3 separate regions of the Hordeum vulgare genome follow, and all the other regions are linked to region 3. A link is a contact called in public Hi-C data. All regions are on one chromosome and are shown on one strand. Each heading gives the region's core, a stretch centred on a gene start, on an enhancer-like site or on the middle of the called end of the contact. The rest is flanking DNA. Distances are from core to core; before and after follow the strand shown.

Region 1 (4,453 bases), core at 1,746-4,245, 760 kb before region 3:
TCAAGGATCAAGTCCAACATCCAACATCAGTCCATTGTGAGCATGTTAAAATGCATATGTGATATGTCTTACGTCCGCATGCGCGCCGGTTGATACACAAATATTCAAAAATGTGTATACATGAAGTGTGAATATTTGAAACTTGATTTAAAAACCATGATTTTATACCCCGTTGCAACGCACGGGCCCTTTTGCTACTAGAATATAAATGGGGAAAAAGAATTATATGTATTGAGTTGGCTTCTCTGACAAAAGAAGTAATTGTTTTCTTACCTTGAACTGAAAATGTTGCACTGAAAGTCTATTAATGATAGTTTTTGCTAACTAGTAGAAGAAAACTACTGTTTCTTTTTATGTACACGATGGAAATGTTGGACAGAGAAACTTTCGTCTTTCACCATCATATCATATCATGGCGGTCACCATCAATTTAGAGGAGGCAGAGACCATCACCATATGCCCAAGACGTATTCAGCCCAATCTGAAGAAAAGGTCAGGAGGTATCGAGCCCACGTTCAAGTTCAGCCCAAGTCATGATCTGACTTCATTCATATCCTTTATGTAAAGTATAAATTGGCTCTAATTTGTCTATTAAATAAATTGCCTCACAAAAAAAAGTGAAGTTTGATCTGACCGGAGCTATAAATTAGCCATTGGTTTCATGCGGCTGATCCAGCTCAACAAATAGACACAACAACTGATAGAGTTTACTTACACGGAAGGTAATTGCCATACACTTTTTGTTTTCCCTGTGATCTCAGTAACTCATTGATGGTCCATGTGCACAATTTGGTTGAGATAAGCTTGCACGATTGTCAAATCTTAATAAGCAGAAGGCTATGGCAGCACATAAATTTCATGCAACAGATTTCCAAATATGCCAATACCACTTGACACCAACAGTTTCAAAACAGAGCGATAAAAGTGATGAATAAACCTGGGAACATTGACTATGGCAGTACATGAATTTCGTGCAAACACAGATTTCCTAATATGCCAATACCACTTGACACCAACAATTTCAAAAGAGAGCGACAAATGTGACGGGTAAACCTTGTAACATTCTACATGCCCGCGATCTCCAAATGCGTTGAGTACCAGTTAGTGGGTATTTTGGGTGCTCCTGCAGTGTCGATTCAGCCTATACTCTTGCACAATTAGGGATAAAGATAATATCTGAGATCAGATAATGGTCATGTTATTGTCCTTCTTGGATGATTTCTTTCTCTTCTTCCCGGTGCAAGGCTCCTTTCCTTTCAGGTTTTGAGAAAATGTTCGCAACTGGTCCATAAGACGCTCATTTCTATGCGCTGGGAATGCACAATGCAATAGTCAGTGTGAGGAAAAAATGCATTAAGAGAACCATAAAGAGACTATCACCAACATTTTCCTCTGTAGCTTATCAACTATGTAGTCAACACTTGTAAAATTTCAAGTATACAAATATCTCAAACGACCTTCTATAGAAAAGAACAATTCCAGGAAGCCAATATTCTTTCCTTCTCTTTCAGGCATGAGTAAAGACATTGTTTGCATATTAGTACCTGTGAGGATAACATCGTCCATCCTAATGGATTTACGACTAGCATGCTGTGCAAACAGCTCAACATCCTTAGCCAGCTGCTCTGCACATTGCGAAGATTATGTTAATTACACTACCCATATAGTTTCCAAATATGCAAATCTAACAAGATTCAGAACCAATCTTATTCTGCAGAGTGCAAATAATCAGTTCCAATACAGCTAGTACAGCAGAACGCTGTAGTTTCAGAGATGCTGCTCTGAAAATCCACTTACTGATGTTCTGATACATCTCCTTCACTCTCACCGTGGAAACAAAATTTTGTGGTTCCCACAAGATCCCCGATTCTGAGCTGGAAATGTGCTGAGCTATTGCTTTCTAGCTGATACAGTGTGCCACTTAAAAGGATGTGATTCTGGAGTTTGTGGACGGGATGGAGTGATCTTCAGTGCAACTTGATGTCTTAATTTTTCACGTGTATTCTATAACCCACCGAGGTCTGGAAGTCAGTTCGACCAGACATTACCTAAACACATAAAAAAGTGGTTTGCTCTCTTCAAGAGCACATTTTCAATTCAACTAAATATCTTGAATTGTGTTAGAGGAGCATGCAAAGCAGATTGTTTCTTAACCTCATCATGAATACTTTTTCTATGCAGAGCTTGTTGTAATAGAAAAAACCATTAGTACCATTAGTATCAGCATGAAATTCGAGATACTGAGTAACACAGAAACAAACATCTACCAAATCAAAGCCTTCTCTTAAAGGTCAAATCAAATAGAAGTGCATCCCTGTGACACAAAAAAGAAGTTCATTGCTCCAGGGACACAGTAGAAATCAAACATGAGTTTGTGGTAAGATCTAATGCTCCAGGCATTCTGGACAAATCTAACATGAAGCGCATCGCTCCAGCTCCATTCTATCTTAAACTGCCACTAGTCAACAAGCACACATTTTGGCTAAGGTAAATCAGCTGATTCTGTTCCACGCCAAGACTCGGTCTAAAATTGACCAGGTGGATATTAAAAGATGGGCAGAGTCAGTTGTGAGAGCAAATACAACAAAAGGAGGTAAATATTTAGGGAACCTGCGCTCTTGAAGGCCAAGTCCGCGATGCAGGCGACGACGGGACCCGCAACCTCCATGCCCGCCTTCCTGCCTGCAAAGCACGAATGCTCCATACATTACTGCTCCGGATCCCGATCGCAGTTGCAAGAGCAAGAACTGATAGCGGAAACTGGACGCCAGGTGAAAAAGTGGTGCCATTTTAACCAACCTTCAGAAGTCGCGATGTTGATGACGGCGAGCCTGAAGCGGTCGCGAAGGAGTTCGGCCTCCGCCTCCGCCTCGAATCTATCGGCCTCACCGCCGTCGCCGGCGAGTGCGTCGGCGGCGGCGGCGAGGGTTTCTACGTCTGGGTCCATGGGTGGGGGTTGCCAGTTTGGCCCCTAGGTTCAGATCTGGCCAAACGGGCCAGCTAAATGGGCCCGACAGCCCGCGTGCCTGGCACGGGCCCGGTCCGGCACGAAGCACGCCTCGGGCTGTGCCTGGGTCTGAAGGATGGGCACGCGGGCCGACACGACACGACCAGTTTATTTTATATATATATTTAGATATTTTTAATATATATATATATATATAATATAGCTGAATAGGTCTAAAAATATGCCCATAAAAGTTTAAAAAATGCGGTCCAGCATGCTAATCGGGCCAACACGTCGGCCTGTTTAATAACCGAGCCTTGCTTGAGCCTAGAGGCACAGCCCACGGGCCGGCACGGCACGGCCCAACTAATAAACGTACCTGGGCGGACCGTGTCGTACGAGGCCCGATTACCACGGGTCGTGTCGTGCGGGCCCGTTTGGCCAGGTGTGCCTAGATTTATGTGTATTTCACTTCAAAGGTTTGCGGTGAAGTATTTGAATTCTAGTTCGTATTCTTTGGTTTGATTATTTATCGGAGCTTCTTTTCAAACAACCGGCAGGAGTTGTTAGAATTTATCCGAGAATCGTAGTCGATATATGAAGAATTAAACAATCACATGACATCAAGATTCAGCAAACATCGGCTATATTTCGAGGCATAATTATAAACGTTCATTCTCATTACATCATCATATTACCGTACACCAACCATACGAACGTTGTCTCCCTTTATGTTGGCATATGCTATTATGTTGGCATATGTTATATGATTCGTCTTCTCTTACATTATACATAAGATGTTTAGTATACAAATTCTACTATGTCACTATACCTATCTTGTCTATATACAGTACGACTCTAAATTCAACTATAATCTTTTGTATAAATATTCAATACAATCCCAACAAACTCCGCCTTGATGAATATACTGAATCACCTTAGATTCATTTGTGCATTGAACCTTCATGTACATTGGACTTGAGATTATATTATGAGCACCGCTCCTACTCTCATACTCCCAACTTTCAAAACATGTGTTCAATGTCGCCAATTAGGAACTCACCTGCAATTGTAGTCCCTTCTCCTCTCTTCATAATAAAAGTCAAATTAAGTTACACTTCTCTTCATAGTCAAAGCTAAATTACTTTACACTAGTTTTCATTCCTAACTTTTGAAGAATCCGTTATTCCATTCAATTCCATCACATATCGGTTATCGTGTCCGTGAAAGTGAACAACTCGTATGTTGGACGCCACATGTAAGAGTTACCCTAACTCACCATCTTAGCTCTTTATTGACTAATGTCTGAAACTTGAACGAATTTCACCATCACCCTCTGTCATACTAAGTCAAAAATCCGAGTCGTCTCACCATTTTCCGCTCTTACATGTCCCACAACTATAACAGTGCACCTCCATGTGTATTTGTCATCCGCACTTTGCCACGTGCACTCAACATCACAAAATATATTACCCTATACTATTCAAGCTTTCGACATTCCTAGAC
Region 2 (4,454 bases), core at 838-3,337, 860 kb after region 3:
TCCCCCCCGCAGGGCACCGGAACAGAGCTCCAGATGGGATCACCGTGGAACAGAGACTTGCGGCGACAGGAAAAATATTTTGAGTAGCTCTCTCGTGTTTTCCGCATGAAATAGGATTTATGGAGGCGGAGTTAGGGTTGGACGAGCTGGGAGGTGGCCCCAAGCCGTCAGGGTGTGGCCACCCCGTGGGCGCATTGTGTTGGCTTGGGGGCACCTCGTGTGTCCTCCGGTCTTCCTCCAAAACTTCCAGGTCTTATTTTGGTCCTAAAAAATCATCTAAAAGTTTCGTTGCGGTTGGACTTCGTTTGGCACTGTTTTCTTAAAAAGCCAAAAATACGCAGAAAATAGTAAGTGGCTTTGGGCACTGCTTAATTGGTTAGTGCTCAAAAATGATATAAAACATCATATAAATGCGTATAAAGCATCCAAGATTGATAATATAATAGCATGGAAGACGTATTAGAGTGGTGCGTTGTGATGAGTTCAATCTTGCGGTGCTCAATCCCAGTGACAGAAGGGGACATGACACGTATTTGTATTGCTGCAATTAAGGATAAAAAGATGGGGTTTATTTATATTAGTTGAGTTTACTTTGTCTGCAACATGTCACCTTGCTCCAAGCATTATTCTGTTTTTACTCAATACTCTAGATGCATGCTGGATAACAGTCGATGACTGGAGTAATAGTAGTAGATGCACGCAGGAGTGAGTCTACTTGCTTATGAACGTGATTGCACACACACACACACACACACACACACACACACACACATATATATATATATATCATTGTTGTGAAAAATACTTCATAACTATGCCCTTTTCTATCAATTGCACAACAATAATTTGTCTACCCACCATATGCTTTCTTCGAGAGAGAAGCCTCCAGCGAAAGTATGGCCTCGACCCTTCACAAGTCATATTAAAAAAACACTACAAATAATGCTGCTATGTACCTTCTATTGTTCTATTTTATATTTATATTATCTATTTATCACTATTTAATATTTACAACTAATGAGTTTAAAGGGCTTGACAACCCTCTTACCCGCGCTGAATGCAAATGTGTGCTCTTTTGTGTGTGGGTGGCGGAGACGGGAATTTGCATGATTCTCCTATTGGTTCGATAACCTCTGCTCTTACTGAGGGAAATACTTATCTCTATTGCGCTGCATCTCCTCTCCTCTTCGAGGAATAATGCCAACGTACTTTATAAGTAGCACCAGGTGCGTGCAGAAAACCGTTGAACACAATTTCACCCTCTTGGAGAAATCTATCTCTGATTGGACCACCAAGCTTGTCGGTATCACCGAGCGTCTTAACACTCAACCAGGGATCATAGATGTAGGAACCTAGAGCTTCAATATGGATAATAGTCAAGTCGTTAGCACCACATTGTCTCTCTTCTTCGAGGGGCTACCTACGGCGCTGGACGCCTATCACAAAGGGCGTGCATAGAAGTTTGTCGATGAAGTGAGGATTTTGGTTTGCAACGTGATCTCGAGGATGCTCTCCAAGGTCATGTATTACAACCCAGACGTTGACATGTTAAACATGTTCAAGAAGCTCTATGACAATCCTGAACTTGAGGCAGCCCGACAAGTTGTGACCCCTATCGTCGACAAGGTTGGTGAGAGATGCAATCAAGTAGAAGCCCCTTTCATAAGTGAAGCTTGATTATGCATTCTCACAGCCAACATGGGACATGTAAAGAAATAATTTATCTTTAATTAGGCATGTCTTGTCGCATGTACTCTCCCTTCGTTCCTAAATATAAGACCTTTTAGAGATTATACTATAAACTACATACAAATGTATATAGACATCTTTTAAAATATAGATTCATCCATTTTGCTTTGTATGTAGTCTATAGTGCAATCTTTAAAATGTTTTATATTTAGGAACGAAGGAAGTTTTTTTTATGTTGGATGAATGCATGCTTTTTTCCTTTTATAATTTTACGAGAAAGCTTCTGAGATGCCGATGTAGAAAAAGGAGGAGAAACGGTGGAGTGAAGGGGGTGTGTGTGTCTGTTGTGGGCCTTTGCTGGGCCATATAAATCGACGCACATCCGATAAGCGTGGGTGGTCGCTCCTTATCATCAACACGGTGCCGTGTAATTCGAGGCGACTAGCCCTAGCGAGAAGCGAGAGGGTGGGGCGGCGGCCAGCGGCTGGACCTGGGGCAAGGCAGCGAACACGGCGCGTGCACGAGTTGAGGTGGTAGTATTTCTTCGGTAGGTATTCCACTTTCATCATTGTAACATGGATCCTACGGAGCAGTAGTTATATTAATTTTAGCTAAGCCTGTGAATTGCTAGGATTTCGCATCTAGCTCTCTTCCCCGTGTTATCCACTCTGCGCGTCCCAAGGTTCTTCCTCGGTCCACCGCCGCTGGGCGGCCACGCCGTCGCCGAGGTGAGGCTTCCCCCGCCGCGCCCGCCGCTCGCTTCCGTCCCCGCGCCCTTCGCTCGTGGGGGGGCGATGACTCCCCGCGCGTTGGTTTCTCCGATTGTTTTCGGGGTTCATTGGGAACCTTATCCGGTTCCGTTTCCCCGGGTGGACGGATTTGTGGTTTGGGTTTGGTGGTTCCGTGGATCGATTGGTTGGTTGGTTGGCTAGTTCTAGGGGAAATTCTGCGAATCCTTTATTTACCCGGCGTGTCGGTGGATGCAGTCAGGTGCGCTATTTTGGTAGCTGCCGTGATGTGGATATATGTTGGCTTTGATTGGCACGTGTTGGCGCACGGCAGGGGCTGTCCGATTGAGGTGCTATTGTCGAGCGGATTTAGATGATATTCTTCTCTTGGTTGGAGCAGTCACGTGTGGATAATCCTGTGTTGAAGTTTGCTGGATACATGAAATTTATCAAGCTTAGTAAAAAACATTGTGCACGAATTTCTTATAGTACTATACTGCTGTTTGTTTTGTGGTCATTTGGTGTTGTTTCAATGATATGTGAATGGTTGGCGAATTCTTTTAACCTCGTATTTGAGCCACAGATGTGGGACTTACCATATGCCAAAGTTGCTGTGCAATCATTTTGTGATGTTTGCTGTTTGAGTAATGCTCTTTTCTTTGCAGGCACCTGTAAACCTGTGGTTTTTTGGTTAGTTCAATATGGAGGGGACTTTGGTTCAGTCTGCCATCGCTCCTACCGCCTACAGGAAGAGCTCTACACGGTTCTGTGTGCGCACAAGGGCCACAATGTTACGCAGTACACCAACGAGGACCCTTACTCTCGGGGGTTTTCAAGGACTGCGGCAAACAAATTTCCTGGATACAAGGTCCGTTATCAAACGTGACTTTGGCTCCATTGTAGCAAGCCAAATTTCACGACCACGTGGGTCAGGTTCAAGAATGGTGGTCAGGGCCATGTTCGAGCGCTTCACAGAGAAAGCAATCAAGGTGATTATGCTTGCACAGGAGGAAGCAAGACGCCTTGGCCACAACTTTGTTGGGACAGAACAGATTCTGCTTGGCCTTATTGGTGAGGGAACTGGAATTGCAGCAAAGGTTCTAAAGTCTATGGGGATCAGTCTTAAGGATGCCCGTGTGGAAGTTGAGAAGATTATTGGAAGAGGCAGTGGGTTTGTTGCCGTTGAAATTCCATTTACACCTCGTGCAAAACGTGTACTCGAATTGTCACTTGAAGAAGCTCGCCAGCTAGGTATTAATTATCACCTTCATTTATCCACAAAAATCAGCTAGTTTCATGCTCTTGTTTCATCCATTTTGATAAGCGATTTCTGTAATTATTGCTGGATGCACATCATCAATTTTTTTATTTGTTTACATCTAGTTTGTAACCAAATCAGTCTGTTTTCATTTTAGTTTCTTTTCTTAGTTACTCTGTTCTGTTTTTCTTAGTCCACATAATTTTGCTATATACTAGTGTAATTGTTTAAGAAAAGTGCACAAAGTATCTGAATTTATGACTTTATTAGGGAATGGTAGTTGAGGACAAGTAAACATCAGGTGTTTTGCTAGATATGGGAATAGAGCTGCATTCCCATTCGGTGATGAGTGTGGGGAACTAGTGGTTAATTCATCTCACCATTGGTTAAAGCAAGCACATGGATGTTTCCCCATTCCCATCCCCAATCATTGTCGGGCCCTGACTATCTGAGGCTAGGCCCTATTTTTTGTCATTATATGTACTTGGCCGGACTATGACTGGCCGTTGCTTTTATAAGTGTTTCTTATATACTCTAGTTTTATCTATGTAGTATCCTGTTCTTACTTTCTGAGTGTACATTAATGTATGGAGAGTGGTGTAAGATTTCATGTAGTGGTTTGATCACTAAACATGTACAATTGTCTTAGTCAGTGACTAATCCAGAATGATATTAAGCATAAGTGATCAGCAGGTCCTGTGCAGAATGAGGCTTTGTCCTTCTTTTACACTGTGGAAATTCTCCATTAGGTGATTGTGGCAGGAACCCTGGGGAAAGCT
Region 3 (4,064 bases), core at 1,344-3,843:
AAACCGGTTAGATTTTACAAAAAAATCGGATATAATTTACGTAAACTAACAATTTTTTACTAATTTATTAAAATGTATTAAAAAATAAACCATATATCGGATGACCACTTCATATGTATGGTTGCCCTGTCCTCCCACACCTCGTCATCGTCGTCGTCCCTCCAACGGCACAAGGATGCCGGAGGACAGCGACAACCTTGTCCCGCGGTTGCCTGCCGTTTGAGGAGCCGCTTCGCCTCTTCTTGCACGGTGCGGAGGGACGGCTTGGCAACTGCTGACGACGCGGACGAAGCCATGGCGGCCGCCTTGCCCCTGTCGACGTTAGTGGAGCAGTCGCTAAGCGACCACTCCTTGCAGATCTTGGCGAGCTCAACGTCAAGGCGGCAGCGCCCGGCGGACGTTTCCAAGATGGTGATGAAGCAATTGAGCGCTCACGCGGCGGCCAGGACAAGACCGTTGCGGACCCATTTCGGTGCCATGTCCGTCTTGGAGAACGCGGAGCGGTGATCTACATTGTGACGGTCATACCTAGTATGTTGCTTCTTCGCACAATCCGCCTCGGATACCAAAGCCCAAGAGCAAGAGGCACCGATGTAACTGCCTACACCGAGGTAGCGGAGGATGCGGACACACGCCTCCGCGGTCGCCGGTGGCGGCTCCTCCTTCTTTGGGTCGCGGTGGCGTCGTCGTGGCAATGAGGGGCCATCAATCTGCGTGTAGCAGCCGTGTAGCGGGGGAGAGACTGGCTCGTCCTTCACGCGGCGGAGGTGTTAGGGGTATGTTGGCTCCTGCTTCGCACAGTCGTCGACGTGGAGGACACTGTTGCAAGACAAGGACACCGGCTCGTCCTTCACCTGCTTGAGTGGGAATGTTGGCTCCTACCTCACGTGGACGCGTGACGGGGCTGTTGGTTCCTCCTTCACGTGCGTCGAGGATGGTATCGTCGGGCGCATCTGACGGAGCACATGCTTCGTCAAGATCTCTATCGGACGAACGGATTTTTCATCTGCTAGAGCCGCGATTGGGGCCGCTGTTGTGGGTGGCCTCCTCGTCGCCTGAGGAGATGACTATCTCCTCCTTGCTGGAGGAGCCCGGAGCCATCGATGCAGAAGGTCCTGGAAAGGAACCACAATCCGCCTGAAGAGGAACTTCCATCGGGGCCGCCTGTCGGCACAAAGAACCGGGACTTAGGCATCGCCGCTAGGCTCGGGGATGGGATGGGGATGGAGAAGGGGACGGTGCTCGGGGAGGAGGGACTGTTTCTCTATGTGTCCTCGACATACGGCCTCTATGGGGTTGGAGTTGGCTTCTCGGGACATAACGTGTGCATTGAAGCGTGATGCCCAATAAGTCTCGTTTGTCCCTCTAGTCTATTCAAATCGTGTGCATCAACGTCGGCCACTGCATGCTCTTGGCCGTCATGAATGTGACGTGACAAGCGGCGCGAGTGTTTACTGGAAAACTCGGGAGAAATGGATAGGATTTTTTATGGGTCAGGGTGGCGTGGTAGCGGTCCAGACACCTGCAAAGCCACCCCCCTCCCCCCTCATTTTGTCTCCGGTTTGCGGAAAACACTTGTGAACTGTTCGGCGGACCGATACAAGCCCATGTTAGATGGCACAACATGTCTGGATTGCACGGTCCGGATGTACACAGGTGATGGGCCGGCGTTGGAGATGCCCTTAGGTGACATGAGTAAGAGCGTCTACATACAGTATACCAAAATTCGTACCGCAAACGTTCGACCTCGTTCGCGGATAGTGGTCGGTCAGTACTCATTTTTGATCCGTTGCAACCACAACCCTCAAACTTTACTCCTCAAATTCATACTATATCGTGCAACACATAAAAACTACGTAAATTAACTTAGCCTACTCATCGTCGGAGATGTAAATGGCATCCATTTCTAGGGGGGGTGGCAGTCTTTCGTAGCGGCTCCGGCTCATCATCGAACTCCATGTCTACGAAGATTGCGTCCACCTCAGCCCCGTCGATCGTGATTTGTCTCCACCTACATCATTGAGGGATGCTTGTTATTGTCGGTTAGTCAAGTGTATGACTAACTGGCACCCCTAACATGTTGAATGTGAGCAAGAATTAACGCATCCTCACCGTCCTCATCAAAAATTGGAGGAGACATCCGTTGGGACAATGATTTCTACGTGTTTTCGTGTTGGTCTTTGCGGTTAGTCCGGCGTGATGGACGCGCCCGCGCTCCATGTCTATTCAATATATATGTTACATATAAAGAATACCGGTTAGTCAACGTGTATGAACCTTCTATAAGGAGCCTTTCTAGTAATGGTTTTTTGATCGATCACGTCGGATGTATAAAGGGGATTGACAATAAAGATATAAAACAATTGTGTGGTATTCCCATGAGCGTATTGCAGCGACCCTTCCAATTATTTCATCGCGCAAAAATAAGCAGCGGATCCGAATTTCCGGCCAAAATAGAAAACCCAATTATTTCATCACACAAAAATAAGCAGCGGATCCGAATTTCCGGCCAAAATAGAAAACGAAAAAGGCATAGGAATGAATATCACAACAGTACTAGTCTATGTCTATCCCACCCTACCCTACCATCTATTGCTGAAAACCGGAACGGAAACAATAGGTGCCCGCCCCCCTATTCCCACCCCCACTCCACTCCATGATGGAATGCTCCTCCATTAATCTCCCTCTAATCATTCCAACCACTCTTCCTTTTTCCTCCCTCCCTGGAGAATCCACCCCGTAATCCCCCACTTAATCGTCGTTAGTTTACACCTAATTAAGACCACTCTCTCATAATCCGCGGCTTAAGGGTTAAGACACACAGCCTTCTCCTCATTCCGTTGGTTTGCTTCCACACCTCCCTTCTCTCCACACTTGTTAGTTCGCCGTTGCACCGGCGCGCTCTCGCCGTGCGCGCGGCATGTCTAGCGCCGGTGATCCCGGCGGCGGGATCGCAGGGCCTGGGCGCGCGGCGCGGCTGCCGCGGTGGACGCGGCAGGAGATACTGGTCCTCATCGAGGGGAAGCGGGTGGTGGAGGTACGCGGGCGCGGCAGGGGAAGGGGAGCAGCAGGTGGAGCGGCCGCGGAGCCGACCAAGTGGGCGGCTGTGGCGGAGTACTGCCGGCGGCACGGCGTGGAGCGGGGCCCCGTGCAGTGCCGGAAGCGGTGGAGCAACCTCGCCGGCGACTACAAGAAGATCAGGGAGTGGGAGCGCTCGCTGCCGTCCTTGGCGGGGAAGGAGGTGTCCTTCTGGGCCATGCGGAACGACGCGCGGCGAGAGAGGAGGCTCCCGGGCTTCTTCGACCGCGAGGTGTACGACATAATCGAGGGCCGCGGCAGCGGCGGCGGCGGTATCCGTGACGGTGGCAGTAATGCGGCCGCGGTGCTCGCGGAGGTTGGGGAGGAGGAGGGCAAGGAGAAGGTGGTGTTCGACAGTGGTCGCGCATCCGTGGCCGGTGACGACGGGCTGTTTTCCTCCTCATCGTCGTCCGAGGAAGAGGACGAGGAAACGTCCACGCCTGCGCCGGTGCCGGTTCTGCCGACGGCTCCATATCCGTCTCCATCTCAGGCACCCGCGGTGGTGGCCGTGGCCGTGCCCGTTTCTTTACCCGGTGAGCGCGCTGCTCCTCTCTTGCATGCGAAGAATGTGTGCTTTTTGAATTGATGGTGCAGTTGAGCCGCTGGTTTGTTGCTGATTATTGGCGGTAAAAGCGTGAGTTGCATCGGTAGTACAGTAGTACAAGATTTCGTCCCCTTTTTTTCCTTGTGCGAATTTGGTTTTGGAGGTGTGATCTTTTCTGCATCCAAGAATTTGATTTGGTTCTTGATTTGCCGTCTTGATGTGTTCTTCTTCTTCTAATACACAAAAGAGACATATTTAGGAGCATGTTGAGCAAAAAAAATGGTTTTGCTGCGTGGTAATTTGACCCGCACAACATTTGATTCTATTATCCTTTCGAGGATACAGAATGATTCTTCAATTTGGGTTGACAACTATGCTAGCTTTATACTGCTGAATGTAGGAGTTGCTCTGTTGTTGTGTCTATTCCTCGGTTTTGTTTGTG

What was found. A called contact is a pair of places that touch in the nucleus more often than the background predicts.
Region 1: a Hi-C map of leaf shows a contact between it and region 3, with 4 times the contacts expected there. The contact joins the promoter of LOC123426579 here to the promoter of LOC123426577 in region 3. A contact is called at or near these places in 5 of 6 Hi-C or Micro-C datasets (leaf and seedling) and 1 of 1 datasets of contacts at active chromatin or transcription factors (embryo).
Region 2: a Hi-C map of leaf shows a contact between it and region 3, with 6 times the contacts expected there. The contact joins the promoter of LOC123426575 here to the promoter of LOC123426577 in region 3. A contact is called at or near these places in 5 of 6 Hi-C or Micro-C datasets (leaf and seedling) and 1 of 1 datasets of contacts at active chromatin or transcription factors (embryo).

Annotation. Positions count from the first base shown.
Region 1 is chr2H:444,937,264-444,941,716 of MorexV3_pseudomolecules_assembly, reverse strand. LOC123426579 (protein MHF1 homolog) reads right to left here and starts at 2,995. Exons shown (of 4, transcript XM_045110440.1): 1 at 2,800-2,995; 2 at 2,611-2,682; 3 at 1,545-1,625; 4 at 855-1,310. The coding sequence starts at 2,947. The coding sequence ends at 1,183.
Region 2 is chr2H:443,315,648-443,320,101 of MorexV3_pseudomolecules_assembly, reverse strand. It overlaps LOC123426575 (chaperone protein ClpC1, chloroplastic), which reads left to right and starts at 2,087. Exons shown (of 11, transcript XM_045110436.1): 1 at 2,087-2,236; 2 at 2,321-2,417; 3 at 3,083-3,668. The coding sequence starts at 3,119.
Region 3 is chr2H:444,177,714-444,181,777 of MorexV3_pseudomolecules_assembly, reverse strand. LOC123426577 (trihelix transcription factor ASR3-like) reads left to right here and starts at 2,593. Exons shown (of 3, transcript XM_045110439.1): 1 at 2,593-3,611. The coding sequence starts at 2,921.